Linked DNA regions of Mus musculus: region 1 is linked to region 2. A link is a contact called in public HiChIP or PLAC-seq data. All regions are on one chromosome and are shown on one strand. The core of a region is the stretch at or near the end of the contact, and the rest is flanking DNA. Distances in the headings are between cores, read along the strand shown. Region 1 holds the start of Lzic (leucine zipper and CTNNBIP1 domain containing). Region 2 overlaps Kif1b (kinesin family member 1B).

Region 1 (7,288 bases), core at 370-2,869, 200 kb before region 2:
TGAGAACATATAGTTATAACTTACCTGCATTCCTCCAGGTCTTGTAACTGCTGCATCAGTCTATCCAACTGCTCTTCTAAATTCTGCTTTAGTTTGCTTGTCTCTGTCTTTCCTCTGGAAGCCATTTTAATCACTGTAAGAACAATAAGCCCACATGAGTACACTGTATTTGGTTACTTGGGAAGATTCAACATATTGGTGCAATTCAAAATTAAGAAAATCTAAAATGCTGGGTGGCAGATTTCTGAGTTCGAGGCCAGCCTGGTCTACAGAGTGAGTTCCAGGACAGCCAGAACTACGCAGAGAAACCCTGTCTAGAACCACGCCCCCCAAAAAAAGAAAAAGAAAAAAGTAAATTATGAAAATGTAAAATGAAAAGAACATATTTTTTCTAAGATTACAGGTATGTGCTAACATGCCCAGACTTGTTTTTCTTCCCCCAGAACAGGGGATTGAATCCAGGCGCTCATTCCTGCTAAGCAAGGACTCTACCATTAAGATAAATCCCCTGCACAGTAAGTTATTACTGTTTAACACAAAAATTTATCTCTTCTTGGGGGAAATGGAGGAACCAGAATGCTACATATACGCTACGCCAGACTGCACTCCCAAGCTGCAATACAGTCTCAAAAGGCAAAGTTATTCTGAATAAATTTAAGGAAAAATAAAGGCTTGTACAACAAACAAACAAAAAAAAAAAAAACAAAAACAAAAAAAAAAAAACAAAGCAACAACAAAAAAACTTTAACCACACTACAGATTTAGACCAGAAAGATTTGACTCACTGGCACCACCTAGTATTGAATAAAAGTGATGCGTTTCCTTTGAGACTGCCGAAATGGCCAACACTGTCATCTGGAGTGGAATATATTCATTCACGCTCACCGGGGTTCCAGTATCCTGTCCCGTGCACGGTGCTCAAAACTCGCCAACTGTCGGAGCTCTGAGTGTCATCAATTTGAGGAAAGCGAAGTTGTCATAAAGTTTACCGGAGGCTCAAACTTCAAACCTCCTGGGGTGGAGCTGGCTAGAACAAGGTAAAACTGTTAAGAGTTTTATTTGCTGTGTCTGAACTTGGCCTACAGCTGTCCAGATCACTTCCCGCTAAGCAGACTGTAACTGAAATACGTTCTCCATTCCTAGGAAGACGCGGGAGAGGCCACTGAATCCCTGGGCTGTGCCTCCCGTAGCTTTTGCCGAGTCTCCTCTGGGTGAGGCCACAGCACTCGGGACTCGGCTTGAGGAAAACTGTCCAACTCAGACGCACGAGAAGGCAAGGGCAGAAAGCACACCTTCTCAGGGACGGAGGTGAGCAAAGCCCGGGCCCGGGACCACCGGAGCAAAAATAAGGCAGAGCCGGACCGCACGCTCGGATGCCGGCCTCCTCCCCGCGGACAGACGAACTCCAAGCTCCCGCCGAGGTGTGCAGGTCCCGCCAAGGCCGGGCTCCAGCAGGCCCGGTGGTCACCTGAGGAGGCGGGGAGTCCTACGCCTGCGAAACGCTTCTCCGTCCTCCCTGATCGGAAAACAGGACAACCTCCTTCGCCCTCCCGATCCCCGCCTGCCGCCCGCTAGCGGATCCCAGGGTTTGGAACCAGGGGCCCCGCCTACCTGACTCCCCGGCCTGGCGGACCGCATGGAGCGAGCACTTCCGCTGGATTCGCGCACTTCCGGCTGTGTGGGGCCAATGAGAGCAAGGCGGCGGTGTTCCCTGCGCTGGCGTCCGGGCCGAGGTTGTCTCCTGGAGGACTAGGGCCGTTTGGCCTTCAAGGCCTGGTAAGCAACCCACCGAGGTCCTAGGAGACGAGCCTGTGCGAGCGTTAGCCCGGTGACCCGTACTTTGCCAAGCAAGGGACAATGCACAATGGCTGGGCCTTTAGAGACTTTTGTAACGGTCCCTGGGGCCAGCTCTTCATAGTCAACTCTTGCCCTTTAGTTCTTGGAACCAAAAAGTTGGTAACTTTCCTGTGACCTTGGTGCAGGTCAGTTCCCCCACTTGGGGTGGCCTGGATTCTTCCTCTCTAGAGATTTCTTGAGAGCAGACGCCCATGAACTTAGAGGGATGTGGGTGAGAGGCAATGGGGGAAAGCCAGTGCTGAGAAGGACATTCCCTTTTAGTCGTTTCCAAATCTGGGAAAGAGCAAGCCCACACAGCCTTTGAGAACCAGTTAAATTGCTGCTGAGTGGACTGTAAACTGTTACCAGGGAGCTGAGTGGAGAAAGGGCTATGCCAGCCCTTTGGGACCCAGATCCTGAGTCCCAAATGTCGGATATTGAGCTACACTGTTGGATTCTGGGTTTGCTTAATTGTGATTATTCCTATTCTCTGGTTCTGCCCTTTTGGGATTAGAAAGTATGAAACTTATTTTGATTTTACAGGAGCTCATGATTAAAAGACTTGGACTTTTAAAGAGACTCGGAACTTTAAAAGTTTTGAAATTTTGAAAGACTGAGAATTTTGAAAGTTGGTCTATGCTTTTGTTTTATAATGTTAACAGGGACTTTGGAGACAAGAAATCGAAAGGTTATAGCTTACAGTGATGCCTTTGTGAAGTTGAAGGGGGGGGGGTGTTAGAAGTTCATAGTTAAGCCGGGCGTGGTGGCGCAGGCCTTTGATCCCAGCACTCGGGAGGCAGAGGCAGGTGGATTTCTGAGTTCGAGGCCACCCTGATGTACTGGGCTGTATAAGAAAGCCAGCTTCCTAGGTGCTGGGCATTGGCACTAAAGAGGCAGAGATGGAATGATATCTCTGAGTTCAGGGCCAGTCTGGTCTACAGACTGAGTTTAAGCCAGGAGGCAGCAGCATTCATTCCTCAGTAGTGTCTGCTTCAGGTTCCTCCTAGAGCCCGTGCCCCAATTCTTTCAGTGATGGACTGACCTGGAAGTATAAGGCAAAAGAACCCTTCCTCCCCAAGTTGCTTTTGGTCAGAGTGTTTTGTCACAGCAGCAGAGTGAGGCTCAGACACTGGCTATATGTTCTACAAAATAATTGGCTGTAGTAATATGAAAGATTGTTGTAACCCATAAAGAGATTCTCTTTATCCAAAAGTTCCCACAACGTAAAGAATGTATAGATTGATCTTGGTGAGATCTTAGGTCTGCACGACTGTTTTCCTGTGAAGCTTCACTTTGCTGAGATGAGCGATTTCTTTTGACAATGTCCACTTCTGCCGGTGTCATCGGCTCAGATTCTAATGTCCCTATTTTATAAGATCCGAGGTTTATAGGAAGTCATTGTAGCAATCTTGAGAGTATTGTGTAGACACTCACTCCTCCTTCGTATGAAGGTGTTTTTAATGGCGATCCTGTGGTATCAGTTGACCAATCGTTTCCCGCTTCTTCAGCACTCATTAAGCAACTTCTATGATGGCTAGTCTTGGCATGCTTTTTGCGTGGTTATGATGTGCAGCAGACATTTTATGTAGAAATGGCAGCTAGGTCATCTTGTGAGATGCTTGACGGTACACAGTGGTAATGCTGGGGCGGACTCAGTCAGCCCAGGTGTGTAAATGAGGCAGGAAACCAGCAGGACCTATGGGCTAGCTTCAGACTGTTGGCTTAGCATCTGGTCTTGGGCAGGTCACTTTGGACAGCCAGATGAGCCCCATGCCAGAAAAAAGCACTGCAGGACAGAGCACAGTGTCTAATAAGGTGGAGCAGGACTCAGGTGAGAAGGATGCTTTTAAAAACGTATTCCTTCAAAAGTTCATACACAAGGGGATGGCATATATAAATGTTTGTTGATCGTGTTCCCGCAGTACTGCCTTACCCCCTCTCCCACCTCAAAACCTTTCTTCCCCAACACATCCCACCCAACTTCCATGACTTTTTTTTGTTTTGTTTTCTTTGTGGCCTAGAGGCTTTAATTAATGTTGCCTGCATAAATGGGGGGTGAGGAGGTGTGTGAGCAAGGCGCCTTACCAGTGCCTACAACCAAAGAAAAATCTGACTCCCTCTCCAGCTACCATTAACTGCCAATAGTGTGCACCCTGGGGAGGGAAGGGGTGAGGCCTTATGAGCCCCCTCCTCTGGCCATGATGACGGGATGTTAAGAGGCCCAGTCCTGTGCAGATCCAATGCAGCTAACTAAAGCTGCTGTGGAAGATCTAACTTTGAGACAGGGTTTCTCTATTACATAGTTCCTAGAACTCATTAGGTAGACCAGGCTAGCCTCCGACTCACAGAAAACCACCTGTCTCCATCTCTGCCTCTACCTCCTCTGGAGTGTCTGGGACTGCCAACCTGTGTGTCACCACCTGGGCATAGGGTGGTGCTGGTGGCTGAGCCCCGGACCTCAGCTGTGCTGGCTGGCACTCTTCCCAACTGAGCTGCGTCCCAGGAAGTTTCTTTACATCCCATCCAAAGCCTCCCTTTCCTGTCTTTAACACTCTGTCTCTGTGAGTTCTGCAGTAAGAGGAGCTGGGGCCTCTGAGCTCACACAGTGTCTTCCCTTGAGGGGTCTGCAAGGGGGTCTGGATAGGGGCTTGGGAGGTGTTTTGACTCACCCGTGGATACCAGGCTGCCCACTGACAGCACCACAGATAGGTAGTAAAGTTCAGGGGTGGTTTTCTCCTGTATGAGAAACAAAACACCATCAGAAATATCTCTGTTCTTTAGCCAGTGGGGTTTGGTTTAGGTTTGGTTTGGTTGTGTTGTTTCAACAAGGGTCTCGCTGTGCTGCCCTGGCTGTCCTGGAACTCACTAAGACCAGGCTGGACTCAAAACTCATAGAGATCCACCTGCCTCTGCCTACCAAGTGCTGGGCTTAAAGGGGTACACTACATTTAGCTTTGTTTGGGTTGTGACATAGTGTTTCTGTGTAGCCCAGGCTTCCCTAGTTCTTGCAATCCTGCTGCCTCTGCTTCTCAAGCCCCACAGTCACAGGCACGTGTGCTACATGTGTCTTGTGACATTTACTGTCTTTAATATTATTAAAATGTTCTTAGGGCCAGTGAGATGGCTTAGTGAGCAAAGGTGCTTGCCACCAAACCTGATGATGATCTGAGTTCAATACTGCCTGGTTAGAAGGAGAGCATAGCCTTGTCTACTCCATAGACTTGTCCGCCACATGCTTGCCACGGCATATGTTTCCATATACACATCACACACACACACACAAATGTGATACACTTTTTAAATTTTTTAAAAGTTAAAATTCGGGTTGGAGAGATGGCTCCACTGACTGCTTTTCTAGAGGTCCTGAGTTCAATTCCCAAAAACCACATGGTAGCTCACAACCATCTGTAATGGGATCTGATGCTGCCTTCTGGGGTGTCTGAAGACAGTGACAGTGTACCCATATACTAAAATAAATAAAGAATTCTTTTTAAAATATGTACATATACATATTTTTTTCTATTAACATGGGATTCACCCACAATAAGAAAATCTCATGACGAGTGTGATGGCTCATGCCTTTCAGCCCAACACTCTGGAGGTAGAGGTAGATCTCTGAGTTCTAAGCCAGCCAAGGCTACATAGAGAGACCCTGTCTCAAAAACACAAGCAACAAAAGCAAAGTCACCGTCACTACCAACAACAAACAAAATGGTGTACATGTGTGTACATGTGTGTACATGTGTGTGCAAGTGTACACTTACATGTAGAAGCAGGCATCCTCAGGAATGTTATTTGCCTCCTTAAGATGGGATCTCAACCTGTTAGACTTGGCTGGACTTTAAGCCCCAGAATATGCCTGTCTTTCCCCTCCTCCAACAGTGGGACTACAAGTACCACATGTACCCCATACCCGGCTTTCCCATGCTTTGAGGGTCAAATTCAGGTCCTCTCACACTTTCCCATGGAGCTCTCCCTCTGGCCCCCAGAAAGCTTTGACTTTTCTAGAATAACTGTGGTGTATCTGATTATTTAAATTCCATGCCTATGTATCTCTATTTTCAACATAAGTAGATAATAAATATTAAAAAGTAATGGTAGCTGGGTGTTGGTGGCACTCGACATTGAATCCCTGCGAGTGGGAAGCAGAGGCAGGTGGAACTCTGAGTTCAAGAACAGCTTGGTCTAAAGAATGAGTTCCAGGACAGCCAGGGCTATACAGAAAAACCCTGTCTCAACACACACTCCCTTCCCCCCCCAAAAAAAAAAGGGAAAGAAAAGAAAAATAATGTAACCAATTGTTCAGAGTAAGATACCAAAACAGGGACCGGTGAGATGGCTCGCCAGGAAGTCTGCTGCTGAGCCGGATAACCTGAATTTGATCCTCAGAGGAGACCCAGCACCCACAAGTTGTCCTCTGGCCCCCACTCGGATATTGTGGCATGCATGCAATGACACACATGGGTAAATTAATGCACAAATAGTAAAAAGCATACGCAGTCTGAAGCCAGGAGTGTTAACAGCCCAGCGCAGACTCCTTCACCAAAGGACGCCACGCCAAATACCGCTAGTGCTGTCCTTAGAGCCAACGGGGCCAGCTCCGTCTGAGTGAGCAGCACAAAGAGCCCTGCAAGGAAGTGCCCACGGCCATCAGGCTCGATCGCCTCACACACACACACGCACACACGCACGCACGCACGCACGCACGCACGCACGCACGCACGCACGCACGCACGCACATTCCTTTTTGCTGTTTTGCTTTCCTGTCTTGAAACAGGCTCTGGTCCCGTAGCCCAGGCTACCTTCAGTCTCACTGTCTTCTTGCCTCCCTCTCCCGAGTGCTAGATCTAGCCTGGTGTATGGTACAGGACAGCCAGAGCTACATAGAGAAACCCTGTCTCCAAAAACAAAACAAAACAAAACAAAACAAAAAACCAAACACCCCAACCCCACCCCCAAAATCGAGTTAGGGGAAGGAAGGAAAAAAAATACAATTTATTTTACTAGAGTTGGTCTCAGGTTTCACATTCTAATTATAGGATAACTATAAGGAATGCCCAGGAAAATTTAAAGATTCTCTTCATTTAAGTTTTTTTTTTTCTTTTTTAATGATGCTGATGGTCAAACCCAGACGTCATACATACTAGGTAAGCTCTGTGCCATGGAGCTGCAACCCAGGCCTGCCGTCAGACTTTTCAGTGTGGTTTTTCTCTTGTGTGAACACATACAGAGCAGAAAACCTTCTCTTCGCCTCTTTGATCCCTACAGAGTGTATCAAATAATAACACCTACCGGGTGCTTTCAGGTAACTCTACACCTACTTACCAAGTGTGAGCAGGGTGAAGACCATGCTACCGACCAGGTTGGCCAGGAGGGGCTGGCTGCAGAACCGGGAGGACCTGGGCCTGAAAAGCAATCCACAGTTACTCAGCAGCGAATTCTCCAAGGCCTG
Region 2 (7,417 bases), core at 4,444-6,943:
ATTGCAGCTCCTTGCAGATGGAGTGCAACAGAGGATGCCCCTTCCATAATAATTTTTACACAGTAGAAAAGCATAAAGAACACTTTGAGGAATATGTAAAATTTGAAAGTTTAGTGGTAGGTAACCTTTTTTATTTTAGTGACCTGTGGTCTTAAGAATCATTTTCCGGCACAGACAAGTATTACTGCCTTAAATATTTTAGAGTCCGGAACACAGGCAAATGGCTTTGTTCAGTAATATCCATTTAGCTCCACTTTTTTTTTTTTTTTGGTCTACTTAGTAAAAAAGGAAGATGGGTCAAAAGTAATGATTTAACGTTTGACATTCATGCTTAAGTTATGTGTGTAAGTTTGGAGACACTGAATGCATACACATTCCCTCAGACAAAGAGGTGGGTAGAGCTGGTTTTCTCATAGGGTTGAATTGTAATGTTTTGCTTTGTCTTTTATAGAATTCTGTCTTGCTGTTGGGTAAATCTGCTTGTTTATCTGTCTCTTTTGACTAGAATCTTAAAATTTTTATTCTTTAATGTGTAAGCTCAGTAGAATAGAAGTAGTTTTGTGCATTTATTTATTTATTTATTTTGATTGCCTACATTGCATTTTAGAAGACTTTCCCATTCATACATATGCATTTCTAAACCAAATGATGGTATCTCGACAGACACAGAGAATGTTCCAAGTTGACTGAAAATCTGGGCATGACCACTGTGGGGATTTGAGAATGGCTGATGTAGAAAGTAATGCTTTTGTTTGATCAGTTTGCTTTTTTGAGACTGGCCTTACTCTATAGCCTAGGCTCGTCTCATACCCATGGTTATTTTACTTCAGTCTCTCGAGTGTTGGGTTTACAATTGGGAGCCACTACACACTAGTAGGCAGGAATGCACTCACATCTGTGTGATTTTTCTGTTATGAACTAATCAGTCACGCAGAGGAAGAGGTTGGGTACTCTGTGCCTGTGCACGCAGAAGCCAGGCTCTGTGTGTCCACGGCACAGTCTTGCTCCACAGCCTCCTCCTGAAATCTTCCTGCCATGGTAGTAAGAGAATGTCCAGGTCCTATCCTGCACTGTCAGGGCCTTCTCTTTCCTCAGTACTGTCAAGGGGGTGGGGGTGGGGGTGGGGGGGAGACTGGGATCTTGAAGGCCACCTTTCTTGTGCACAAGCTTATGTGTTGGCGACTGGCTTTGTGGTGGACCTTTCCCCTCTGGTCCCTCTTCAGCTCTTCCAGTTTCCTTATTTACTGATCTGCCTGCCTGCCTGCCTGCCTGCCTGCCTGCCTGCCTATCACTGTGTGTAACAGACGTGTATCACACTGTGGGTGTGGGGTCAGAGAGCAACTCTGTGGATGCTTTTTTCCTTCCACTCTTGTGGGTTCTGGAGCTTGAGCGGAGGCCATCAGGCTTCCATGGACAAGAACTGTTACTCACTGGGCCATTTTGCTGGCCCTGTACCCCTATATTTATGTTACTTTTTCCTTCTAGGCTAAAGTTCAGGATCATAAAGATTAGATTGTGCTCTCATTTATAGGCAAGATATCAGGAATATCCTGTTTTTTTCTCTCTCCTTCCCTCTTTCCTTCTTGATTTTTTTTTTTTTTTTTTTTTTGAGACAGCGTCTCTTGTAGCCCAGGCTGACCTCTAACCCCTTCTGTTGCACCTCCTGAAGGCTGATGGTAGAGGCATGCATTAGTCTGTTTGGTATATGAGGTGATGTGCTTTAGGCAAGAGCTTTGCTAACTGAGGGACATCCTTGACCCCTGGTATTTTTTTGTTTTGTTATATTTTCATTTTGCCTAAAAATTCTTCAGCATATCATGTTGAGACATATTTATATGTGATAAAAATAATACTAGTTTTTGGTAAATTAGAAGTATTTCTTCTGTCTTCTGTTTCTATTTATCTAATTGTTTCCAAGAGTTTTATGAACACAATTTGATAGAATATTAGTGTTGGAACCTGTTGTTTTGGTGTGTGTGTGTGTGGTCTATCTTGTGTTTATTTAGAAGTGCCTGCTGTGGAGTTCTATTTATAGCCCTGCATTGAGGAAGAGAGAGATGATGTATTTTTTTGGCTGCTTCTACAAACAAAAGAGGAGTCTTTGGATTTAACTGTCACTTTGCAGCAGTAATTGTTGTCAGTGTTGTAATTATTTTCTATATTAGGAAATAATGGGTAGTGTTAGAATAGTTAGCCGATAGATACTATTGTTACAGATATATTCCTCTCTAGGTGTTATAGGTATTTATATATATTAATTATTTATGTGTGTAGACAGCTTAGGGAGGTGATTCTTTCTCCCTTGTGGGTCCCAAGGATCAATCTTGGGTCATTAGGCTTCGTAGCAAACACTTTTACCACTGAGCATCTTTCGGCCTTATTCACCCATTTCTCAGCAGATCAGAGCGAGTAGATGCATAGCTTACTCTTTCAGGTTTCTTTAGTCTGCCTGTGATGATCCTCCTCATGTCTCTGCTGTAGGCCTCGCCTGTAGGACACAGTGCTGACGTACAGGTTTTTACTTTGCACAGTGCTCTCGTAAAGTTGGACACGTTCTGAGGTTGTGTTTCTTATCTGTTGTACCTTCAATAAGAAGGATTCACTAAATAGAATTTGTCTTATCTTTCTCTTTAGTCATAATTGATAAGGAGAGAGAGAGGGAGAGGGAGAGAGAGAGAGAGAACCTTTTTTGTTTTGTTTTGTTTTGTTTTTCTAGACCATGCTGGTCTAGAACTCATAGATATCTGGCTGCCTTTTTTTTTTTTTTTTTCCCTTCCTATTTCTGTTCTTAAAGGTGATATCTACAGCCATATGACTGGGCTGTAGTGGTGCACACCTTTGATCCAGCACCAGAGGCAGGCATATGTGCATGAGTTTGAGGCCAGCCTGGCCTACAGAGCTAGTTATAGCACAGTCCAAGCTACACAAAGAAACCCTGTCTCTAAAATACCAAGACAAAAAAACAAGAATAGAAATAGGGCTCTTTTATTTTCTCCATTTTCAGTAACAATAACATAGTTTGTACAATGGTTTTCCTTTATCTAATGAAACTGTTGAAGTGGTCTGTCATTTAATAGTCTGTTGGATACCTTTCCTGTTTCTTGAATATTCTTCAAGACCATGATTTCATCCAGGCTTAGACCTGTAAGGTTGAGGCAAGAGATCTGGATTTTCAGGTCAGGCTGGGCTACTTAATAAGTGTGAGGCCAGTCCCAGCTTTGCAATGAGACACTGTCAGAAAACAAAACAGTGGGATTCCAAAGCTAGTAGGATAGCTCAGGGGTAGACCATGTGCTTTGCCTGCACCAAGTCACTCCCGTCCAAACCCGGGTGCCTCATGGTTTCAGTAGCTCGTGTTCTTTGTGCTTATGATCAGTGTTTCAGTTGTCACTGTTTATTTCAGACTTTTGAGTCTCAGGGTTCTCCTTTGTTAAATGGGAATCCTGAGGTTGAGGTAGCTCACCGATATAGCCACTGCATACCATGTGAGACAGAGGCTTCAGTTTCCAGAATCAGTAAGTGGGGCAAAGCTGTTGCTTTCCAACCATCTAACCCAGGACCATTTATAAGGATCAAATACAATGATATATACTTGTAGAAGGATATTTGAAAAATAATTTTGAGTCGGGCGTGGTGGCGCACGCCTTTAATCCCAGCACTCGGGGAGGCAGAGGCAGGTGGATTTCTGAGTTCGAGACCAGCCTGGTCTACAAAGTGAGTTCCAGGACAGCCAGGGCTACACAGAGAAATCCTGTCGAAAAAACAAAAAAAAAATGTTGTGGTTATTCTTAGTACCAAAGTTATTTTTAGTCAGAGGTTTGGTTTTTGGGGGGTTTTTTTTTGCATTTATTTTATTTTTTGTGTGTATGTCTGTGCGTTTGTGCACTTGTGTGGCGGTCAGAGACACCTTGTGGGTCATTTCTCTTTTTACTTTGTGGATTCCAGGGGTTGAACTCATAAGGCTCAGCAGGAAGCCTACTTACTGGTCGAGCCATTGTGCTAGCTAGGAATGTTAAGTTTAAAGTCAGAAATAATTGTGTATAAGTTAGATGAGACTTTTTCTGTGTATATTTGGAACTGCTTTTCATCCATCCACTTATTCAAATATATTTTACCCTGTGTGTGCGCACACGCGCGCGAGAGGGACAAAAAGACAGAGACAAAGAGAGACAGAGACTGTGTGTGTGTGTGTGTGTGTGTGTGTGTGTGTGTGTGTGTGTGTGTGTGGTGGTGGTGGCTGGGGGCACATGTCTGCTGTGCCATGGTGCACATGTGGAGAACGACCATGGAGTGTCAGCTTTATCTTCTTGTGGCTCATGGTCCTGGAGATCCAGCTCAGGTAGTCAGGCTTACACAGGAGGTGCTCATATCTGCTGAGCTTTCTTGCTGGCCTAAGAACTGCATTAAAAAATTTAAATTGCATTAATTATTTATTGTGTGTGTTGGGGAGGGCAGTATTTGTGCCACAGTGCACATGTGGAGATCAGAGCACAACTTTTGGAAGTTGATTCTCTTCTTTCTCCATGTGCGTTCTGGGAATCAAGAATGGGTCATCAGGCTTGGTGGTAAATGCCTGTGCTTCTTACTGGCCCGAAAACTGATTTTATTATATATAAGCTTTTAAACTGCTTACATTGTTTTCATACCAAAACAGCTATGCAAGAGACAGCTGGGGGCTGGAGAGGTAGCTCAGCAGTTAAGGGCACTTGTTGCTCTTGCAGAGGACTGGGTTCATTTCCTATCATTCACTGCGGTGGGTGACTCATAACCATCCAATACTCTGGATCTAGGGAGATCCCTCACCCTCTTCTGGCCTCCATGGGAAATCTCTTTTTGCCTTGGCTCTCCTGGAAAACCTATGTAAAGTAGGGTGGGCTGAGACTTAACCTGCCTGCCTCTGCCTTCGGAGTGCTGGGATTAAAAGTGTGTGTCCCTATGCCCTCCCAACAATAAGATCTGCTAGGAAACCTGACCTTGGTTTTCTGCTGTCCATTTTAAAGTTAATTTTTAAATATTCATGCCAGTAGCAAGGTGCTGTGATTGCGTTTGGTAACCCAGTGAGATCTGAAATGGAGGGTGAGCTAGCAAGCTGGTCTGCTGCTTCTGTTTGTTAGGGAGGGCAGGCCTTCAGTGGTTGCTCTGTCAAGGATTGTGCGTTACAGTAGGCTAAATACTGTTGTTCACAGATGTATTGTTCAGTAATGTGTATGATGTGGGTATAAGCAGGAAATATTCAGCAAGCAGAACCTTTTAGAGTTTTTGGTTTATTTTAGAGATAAAAGTAATTGAAGTAGTATGATGCCCATTGGAAAGCACCGGGGAGGGGCATCTTTATAAGGGAGGGAGGAGACGGGAAAGGTTGGGGGTTTCTCAGAAGCCCTTTGTTTTGGCAGAGCAGAGAATGCAGTAAGGCAATGATTCTGGGGTTGGTTCTCCGCCTTCTGCTTTGTTCTCTTGACTCTGCTGTCATCTTGTTTGCCAGGCTCCTTGGCCTTTGTGGTTTGTTTATGTGTGTGCACATGCTTATGTTTGTGGTGCCTGTTGAGGCCACGGGGTGTCAGATCCCTGGGGTAAGAGTTACAAGTGTTATTGAACTGCCCGACGTGGGTGCTGGGATCTGAACTCTAGGCCTTAGAATTGAGCAGCAAGTGTTCCTTACTGCTGAGCTGTCTGCTGACCCACACTACACCTTTTTATGTTGATTCTGGTGAGTAACTCTGTATGTGGCTAGCACTTTCACCTCTCAGCCATCTCCCTGGCCCCAGCTTTATCTCCTAAAATTGTTCAATATTTGCTTAGGAAGATCAGCTGTTTGTTTTGGTGGGGGAGTGTAAGATCTCACTGTGTCGTTGAGTCTGGCTTCACCTTTTTATCTTCCTACCTTGATCCCCTGAGCCACCATATCTAGCTTTTAGAATTAAAAAAAAATTGTATAAAGCAAGTGTGTTCTAAATTTTGTCCTGTTTTATTTGTTTGCCTGCATGTCTGGTCTCCTGATGCCTGTGGAGGCCAGAAGAGAGGTCAGATCTCCCAGAACTGGATTCACAGGAGGTTGTGAGCTGCCCTGTGGGCGACTGCAATGAACCAGAGTCCTTTGGAAAAGCAGTCTCTCTAGTCGCATGGGGTTGGTTGGTTTGTGTGTTTGTTTGTTTGTTTTTCAAGACAGGGTTTCTCTGTGTAGCCCTGGCTGTCCTGGAACTCACTCTGTAGACCAGGCTGGCCTCGAATTCAGAAATCGGCCTGCTTCTGCCTCCCGAGGGCTGGTATTAAAGGTGTGCACCACCATGCCTGTCTAGTCTCATGTTTTGTTGTTTTAAAGAATGACCATATGGTGACATTGGAGAGTTGTGGCTTGTTTTCTTTTCTTTTCATATCCCCCCTTTGATAGAGTCTTTTTATATAGCCCTGGCTGTCCTGCTGTTCTAGAACTCACTAGGTAAACAAAGCTCACCTTGAACTCTTCCTTTAGAATGCTGGGGTTGAGATGTTGCCACCACTCATTCATTCATATATATATATATATACATATACACACACACACACACACACACACACACACACCTGTTTGGGTTTGTTTTTTTTAAATCACATTAGGGATGTAGTTTGTTATATTTAAATGGTTAAAGCACTTTTTGGTTATAAGTATTTTATTCAAATCTACTTTATGTTTTCTGCCCTTTTACTGTATTGGCAGAAGACTCTAAAAGGTTATGGCTGTAGGTTTTGATTTCATGGTTTTGAAATATAAATGGTGGATATAATATTTTATTTTGTGCCCTTTTCCCTTAATTTTTGACGTAGGATTCTTTCAGCAGATGAAGGCTACTCTGGTATCACTGGGCTTTTTGCTTTGTGTTTTTGAGGCAGAGTCATACTGTGCAGCCTTAGAAGTCCACAAATAATCATCCTCCTGCCTCAGCCTCGTGAGTGGGATGATTACAGGCACGAGCCACCATGCCTAGTCCGTCACGAGGATTTTAACAAACCCAGACATCCTGCTTTTGAGAGAAGTTAATATAAAGTTGCAGAGCTCCCACGCTGATATGTTGATTATAGCTGCAGGCAGAGCCTTGGTAGTTTGTCGACAGCAGTGTAATTACTGCATTAGTGACTTTGAGATATTAGATAAACAAATTTATTCTGCAGAATAAAAAGGGCTTTAAATACAAATCTTCTTTTAACAGCCTTGTTTTCTAGGGTTCCGTAATGAAAACATTTTGTATATTTATGCTCCCCACAGTTGTGGGGAGGAGTAAAGTATTTAGCAGACTTTGGAAGGCTAAGACTTTTACATTACTTAGTTTTTGTGTGAGTGTAAACATTGCACACACACACACACACCATGGTGTTTCATGGAGGTCAGGGAGTAAGGGAGTCAGCTCTCTTCTTCCATCGTGGAGGACACAGGGACCAAACC

The links. HiChIP or PLAC-seq counts read pairs in DNA pulled down with a chosen protein or histone mark.
Region 1: an H3K4me3 HiChIP or PLAC-seq map of embryonic stem cells shows a contact between it and region 2, with 18 read pairs. The contact joins the promoter of Lzic here to the enhancer-like site in region 2. A contact is called at or near these places in 4 of 39 promoter capture datasets (cranial neural crest, hippocampal neurons, macrophages and 1 more), 4 of 115 datasets of contacts at active chromatin or transcription factors (the SCID.adh cell line, bone marrow-derived macrophages, embryonic stem cells and 1 more) and 1 of 9 other capture datasets (embryonic stem cells).

What each region holds. Positions count from the first base shown.
Region 1 is chr4:149,479,597-149,486,884 of GRCm38.p6, reverse strand. It overlaps Lzic (leucine zipper and CTNNBIP1 domain containing), which reads right to left and starts at 1,619. Exons shown (of 7, transcript NM_026963.6): 1 at 886-1,619; 2 at 25-133. The coding sequence starts at 125. Nmnat1 (nicotinamide nucleotide adenylyltransferase 1) reads left to right here and starts at 1,675. Exons shown (of 5, transcript NM_133435.2): 1 at 1,675-1,776. It overlaps Tmem274 (transmembrame protein 274), which reads right to left. Exons shown (of 6, transcript NM_001366402.1): 3 at 7,162-7,241; 4 at 6,333-6,463; 5 at 4,506-4,572; 6 at 3,546-3,622. The coding sequence ends at 3,546.
Region 2 is chr4:149,280,532-149,287,948 of GRCm38.p6, reverse strand. All of the region lies in intron 2 of Kif1b (kinesin family member 1B), which reads left to right. Among named protein-coding and RNA genes, the nearest start is that of Kif1b, 23 kb to the left of the region's middle. Within about 2 kb of position 5,693, at least 56 of the 459 cell types and tissues checked have an H3K27ac peak or open chromatin away from gene starts, as enhancers often do. A contact at or near this core is called in embryonic stem cells and memory CD8 T cells, where this site is marked.